Regions from separate parts of the Anser cygnoides genome. Here region 1 is linked to region 2. The links are chromatin contacts, called in public Hi-C maps. All regions are on one chromosome and are shown on one strand. The core of a region is the stretch at or near the end of the contact, and the rest is flanking DNA. Distances in the headings are between cores, read along the strand shown. Region 1 holds the start of MTMR9 (myotubularin related protein 9). Region 2 holds the start of DEFB125 (defensin beta 125).

What was found. Hi-C and Micro-C count contacts between places; a contact is called where the count stands out from the background.
Region 1: a Hi-C map of liver shows a contact between it and region 2, with 1.7 times the contacts expected there. The contact joins the promoter of MTMR9 here to the promoter of DEFB125 in region 2. A contact is called at or near these places in 2 of 7 Hi-C or Micro-C datasets (both in liver).

What each region holds. Positions count from the first base shown.
Region 1 is chr3:119,775,272-119,777,971 of Taihu_goose_T2T_genome, forward strand. MTMR9 (myotubularin related protein 9) reads right to left here and starts at 1,447. Exons shown (of 10, transcript XM_013184398.3): 1 at 1,108-1,447. The coding sequence starts at 1,292.
Region 2 is chr3:119,489,257-119,492,025 of Taihu_goose_T2T_genome, forward strand. It overlaps DEFB125 (defensin beta 125), which reads left to right and starts at 1,375. Exons shown (of 2, transcript XM_048079423.2): 1 at 1,375-1,621. The coding sequence starts at 1,561.

The sequences.
Region 1 (2,700 bases), core at 197-2,696, 290 kb after region 2:
CACCACTCCCCAGCATCAAAACTTAAAATACTCCTTTCTCCCTTCATATTAACTTACATTATAAGCTAAAAGAAAAAAGAAGCTTCCCTATAATAATTTTTTAAACTGGAGCCACGGCTGGTTTAGTACAAGCAGCAATGAGGATGTGGCCAAAGCACCCCGATGACTGAGCAGTACCAGATGGGAGCCGATCTCCTTAGGTTTCACCCTGCTCCTGTCCGCACTCAGGCCACAAAGCAACATTTCTCCAACCCTTAGAGAAATCAGAATCACAGGAACCAACTTCATCCATGACCAACAGTTTACCCACTCTGAGGAAGCCTCATATCTGTAACTGCTGCTGCTTCATCTTTCCTGCCTTGTTGTCAGAGAGGAAATGTATCTTCTGGATCGCTTTATGAGGAGAGAAGTTGAGTTTTTAATTAAAAAAAAAAAATATATATTATGAACAAACTGCAAAAAGGACCGTGCAGCAGACAATGACCAGATGAGAGGGGACTGGCACTCAACAGCTTGAGGGAAGCACGGTGGGGCAGCAGAACACATAAAACTGACAGAAACTATGTTAGGATTTGTCTCTGAAGTTCCTGTAACAAGAGAGGATGCGCAAGACTAAAACGCTATTGGCGTGCTGTAACTAAAATTCAGTTTTACCACACCAGTCCAGTAACAAGCATGATGCGAAGGGCGTTATTGATTTGTGCAACCTGCTGGAGGAGTATGGGGATGACACTGCCTAGCAGCTGCACAGTGATGTGGGGCTGAGATAATCCAGATCCTACTTCTGCCACCAGGTTTGCACAGCAGATCCCTTTGGCAGGACCTCACCTTCCACCTCTGGTGAGCCGTTTTTTCAGAATCACGGAATCGTTAAGGTTGGAAAAGCCCTCCAAGATCACCCGGTCCAACCGCCCCCCTACCACCAATGTCACCCACTAAACCATGTCCCCAAGCACCACGTCCAACCTCTCCTTGAACACCCCCAGGGACGGCGACGCCACCACCTCCCTGGGCAACCCGTCCCAACGCCTGGCTGCTCTTCCTGACCAGAAATATCTCCTCGTTTCCCACCTAAACCTCCACCAACGACAGAAACTCGCCCCTCACCTCTTCTCCACGCAGTCGATGTTGGCGTGCAGCAGCCACAGCTCCTCGCCGCGCTCCCTGCGCCGTGACGAGAAGATGAGGTGGTGCCCGGTGAGGCACAGGGTGCCGCGCACCGCCGGGCACCGGGGGCCGTGCAGCACCGCGTTGTCCGCCCGAGGCGTCTTGATCAGCTCCGCGAACTCCATCGCGACCGGGAAGAAGGGAACCGGGAGGGGGAAACCGGGGGGGAGGCGGGGCTCAACGGCCCCGACCCGTTACCGGCCACGAGCCCCCGAGCCCCGAGCCCGCCGACATGGCCGGGCCCCGGAGGAGCCGCGGCGGAAGCGTGTGGGGGACGCAAAATGGCGGACGCTGCCCGGGCGGGGAAGGGAGGGGAGGGTTCGGCGCGCAATGGTGGTTGCTGAGGAAGGTTCCGCGGCATGAATTGTCCGCCCGGGGTGTGTGGGGGATTTGGGGTTGTCCCACGGCCACGTTTTGGGACTTCGTTTGGTTATGTTAAATCCTTACCCGCTGTTCTGTTATCCTCTGTTAGCCCGTGTTAAAAGGCTGCACCCCTGCAGGAAGCGGGGCTCCTGCTTTCCTGGCTCTGCCCCTGCACCATAGGGGAAAAGACAACAGGGGAAAAAACAGTAGGGGAAAAGTCAACAGGGGAGATGCAAACACGCTTTGTGCAAAGCCCTGACACTGCTCCTCACCTGGGTGAAACCCCACGACAGCCACCACTGCTGTTCCTGGCTTTCTCCTCAGCACCCCCTTGACAACTTTGGGCAGTGCCCACTTTTCCCTTCCAAACCCAAGTCCCAGCCTGTGTGGTGGTCTGAGGTTTTCTGGTGCCTGTGCCCCCTGTACGTCACCCTGTGCTTCAATCCAAAACTTTCCTGGTGTCAAAGGGGTCATCCGTGGGCTGTAGGTGCTCCTTCATGCCGTGACATGCGTCCCATCACACTGCAAACATGCGAGAGCTGGTGATAAGGGTGCAGAGAGGCATTTGTGCACTTTTCCCGTGGTTACTGTTGTGAATTAAATCGCTGTTAGCAAAGTTTGAGACAGCAAACACAGCCAAAGGTTGTCCACACACAGCAGCCAGACTAAGCCTGAGGAACAGACAACACGTATTGGCATGGGGCTCACTGGCAGCAGGGTTTCACTAAAATGAGGAAATTAGCAAGATTCAAAACCGATTTTGAGGTGGGTAGTGCTGAAATCTAGCATTTACCCTGAGTGCTTCTGAGACTGAGAAGGGTTCCCAAGCAAAGGGCTTGGAGGAGTGGGGTGCTGGCACTGGCGCAGAACCCCAGATCTCGGTCACCTCAAGAAACTCAGTCCCCAATCTGCTTCATCTCTGGAAAAGAACAAAGCATGAAAATCATGCCAGATGTGTCCAGGGCTCCCTTTGGAGGAGGCAAATAGCCGCTCCGTACCATCCTGCTTGTGATTACCTCGCTGGTACAAGTTTGAGAGTGTTCAGTCCCTGCACGATGGAAACGGCCTGGAACTATCAGTGCAGATGCAAGCAGGCAGCTTTGGATAACGGCCTGTTCTAGCCAATTGCACAGGAGAAAGATTGTGCAGGTATTTAGGTACAGTGACCTG
Region 2 (2,769 bases), core at 125-2,624:
ATTGACCTGACTCCTCCCCAGCCCCCCAGCCCCTGAGACAACCAGGAGCAAAGTTCTGTTGCCGAGCACAAACCATCCTTTGTGTGCTCTGGGCTCTGAAAAAAAAAAAAAAACAAACAAAAACACATCTGTTGGCAGGTTTGGGAGTGAGGAAGAGCTGGAGAGGCTCAACAGAGGCTGAGTCCAGCAAGGCGCAAGGACCACGCAGGAGGGAGCAAGCCCAGCTGCCGTCAGAGCCATTGCCTGGGGGACAGAGACTTCCTGCCCCCAATTTCTGGGGGAAATCTGCTTTTTTTGGTATCGGCCGGGTTTGGCTCCTTTTCCCAAAGCATGCTCACCGCAGCTGCAAGCACCAGGCAGTGCCACCAGACGTGCAAAGCTCCCCAAGATTTCCAGGGCCCCTTTCTCTTTTCCCAAATCTTGCTCCAGGTTGCACATGTTGTTTAAACATTTGGTGTCCCATGACCCAAAGTCCAGCTGGCAAAGGGCTCCCTACTGAACTGTTTGATGAAGGTGATCCTTGTTCCCCTCAAGCAGCCTGAGTTTTACAGTTTTCACCCAACCTGCAAATAAAAGGCCATCGAAGTGACTTGCAGAGGGAAAACGGAGGAGTTAGTGATGCCCTCTGCTGCTTCACTGCTGTAAAAAGAATCCTTTGTGAGGTTTCTATTTCTTCTTCCACTTTTTTTTTTTCTTTTTCTTTTCTGTTTATGGGAGATTTCTGCTTTCTATTTGCTTTGTGTTGTTTGCTGAAGTTGAAATTCAGGTCCCATGTCTACTAATTTCCTGGAACTGACCCGGAGAACTAAAACAAACCAAGGGTGATCTGTGATATACAGGCTTTTCCTAAAGCTCCTGCTCCTGCTAATTGCAGAGACATGCTCCGGCTTTCCTATTCAATAAATCCATAAAGGAATATGTGGAATTGCTATTTTTCTTGACAGCTGTAAACAAAAGCTTTGCCAGTGATCACTTTGCAGCCCAGAACTTGGGAAATGCAAACAGACCTTTGATTTTTAAGGATCCCCTGCTTTTCAAGCTAACCTTGCGCTGTCAGGGAGTGCTGGGGAGGGGACTCTGGATTTTTTCAAGCTCGATTTGGTCAGTGCTAAGGGCAGAGACTGGGAGCTGGAAATTAAATAAATAAATAAACAAATAAAAAGGCACAAAACTTTGATCCTGCAAATGCTTGGACGGGTTTTCAACATCTCATGCTCGAGCCTACAAACACGAGAAGAGCCAGACTCAGTCAGCCCCAACATCCTGGCTCCAGCAGCAACCAGAAGCAGCCTCCCCAGTGCTCGGTGCAGTTTGTTGACAAAACCCTGTTGTTTTTTTCCTTCTTCTTCCCCCCCCGTAAAATGATATGTCCAGGACTGGGCACATCCCAGTGCAACTGTTTGCTGTCGTGTTGAAATGCACATGAGATTAACAAAGTTCCCTCCCGTCCAGCAGCATTACACAACCCCCCCAGCCCTATAAATCCCGGATTTTCCCTCTTCTCTATCTCTTTACGGCCCTTCACTCCTCCCCACGGGAAACACCCACCCACGCTCAGCCATGCGGATCCTCCAGCTGCTCTTTGCAATCATTGTCATTCTCCTCCTCCAGGATGTTCCCGGTAAGGACAAAATATTTGCAGGGGTTTCTGCAGGACTGAGAGAAGAGGAAAGGCAGCTCCCTACCCCCAGGTAGAAAAGGACATGACAGAGCCCTCAAGTCTAGCCAAGTCAAGGCTGACCTGAGTCTTGCTTCCCAGGAACAAATTTTGTCTGAAATTATCTCCACAAAGTTCCTGGATGCAGGTGTCCCAAATTCATGGGCTTTATGTCTTCTCCTCTCCATCCTCTCACATCCCTCGCCGAAATGCTGAGCCGAAGCCAGGAGCTTGAGCTCTGCTCCTGACCAGGGCACAAGCCTGATCCCCTACAAAACAAGGAGAACCCCGTGAAATCAAAAGGCATCTTTCTGGGGAAGGGAAGTGGGGGGAAAACCTAAAATTCTTTTTTGTTTGTTTGTTTGTTTTTTTTTTTTGCCTCTTTTCTTATGGGATTCTGTTTGAATAGAGAAGCTTTGGCCGGGCTTTTTGAGCTTTTTGATTGGTTTCTTGTGTATCTGTGTTAGGACTTCAGGTCTCACTCTGCTCTAAGGTCACTATGGTATCACTAGGACTATAATGGTGTAGCTGCTGTGGAAATTAAAAGGAGTGTGGCCAGCGTGCATTAAAAGGAGCATGGCCAGCAGGTCAAGGGAGGTGATCCTCCCCCTCTACTCTGCCCTGGTCAGGCCTCACCTGGAGTACTGTGTCCAGTTCTGGGCTCCCCGGTACAAAAAAGACAGGGATCTCCTGGAAAGAGTCCAGCGGAGGGCCACAAAGATGATACGGGGCCTGGAGCATCTTCCCTATGAGGAAAGGCTGCGAGACCTGGGTCTGTTCAGCCTGGAGAAAACAAGACTGAGAGGGAATCTCATCAATGTGTAAAAACACCTGAGGTGTGGGAGACAGAGGGATTTGGCCGACCTCTTTTCAATGGTTTGTGGGGACAGGACAAGGGGTAATGGCCACAAGATGGAGCACATGAAGTTCCGCACCAACATGCAAAAAAACCTCTTCACGGTGAGGGTGACAGAGCCCTGGGACAGGCTGCCCAGGGAGGTTGTGGAGTCTCCTTCTCTGGAGATATTCAAGGCCTGTCTGGACGCCTGCCTGGGCAGCCTGCTCTAAGGAACCTGCTTTGGCAGGGGGGATGGACCTGATGATCTTTCGAG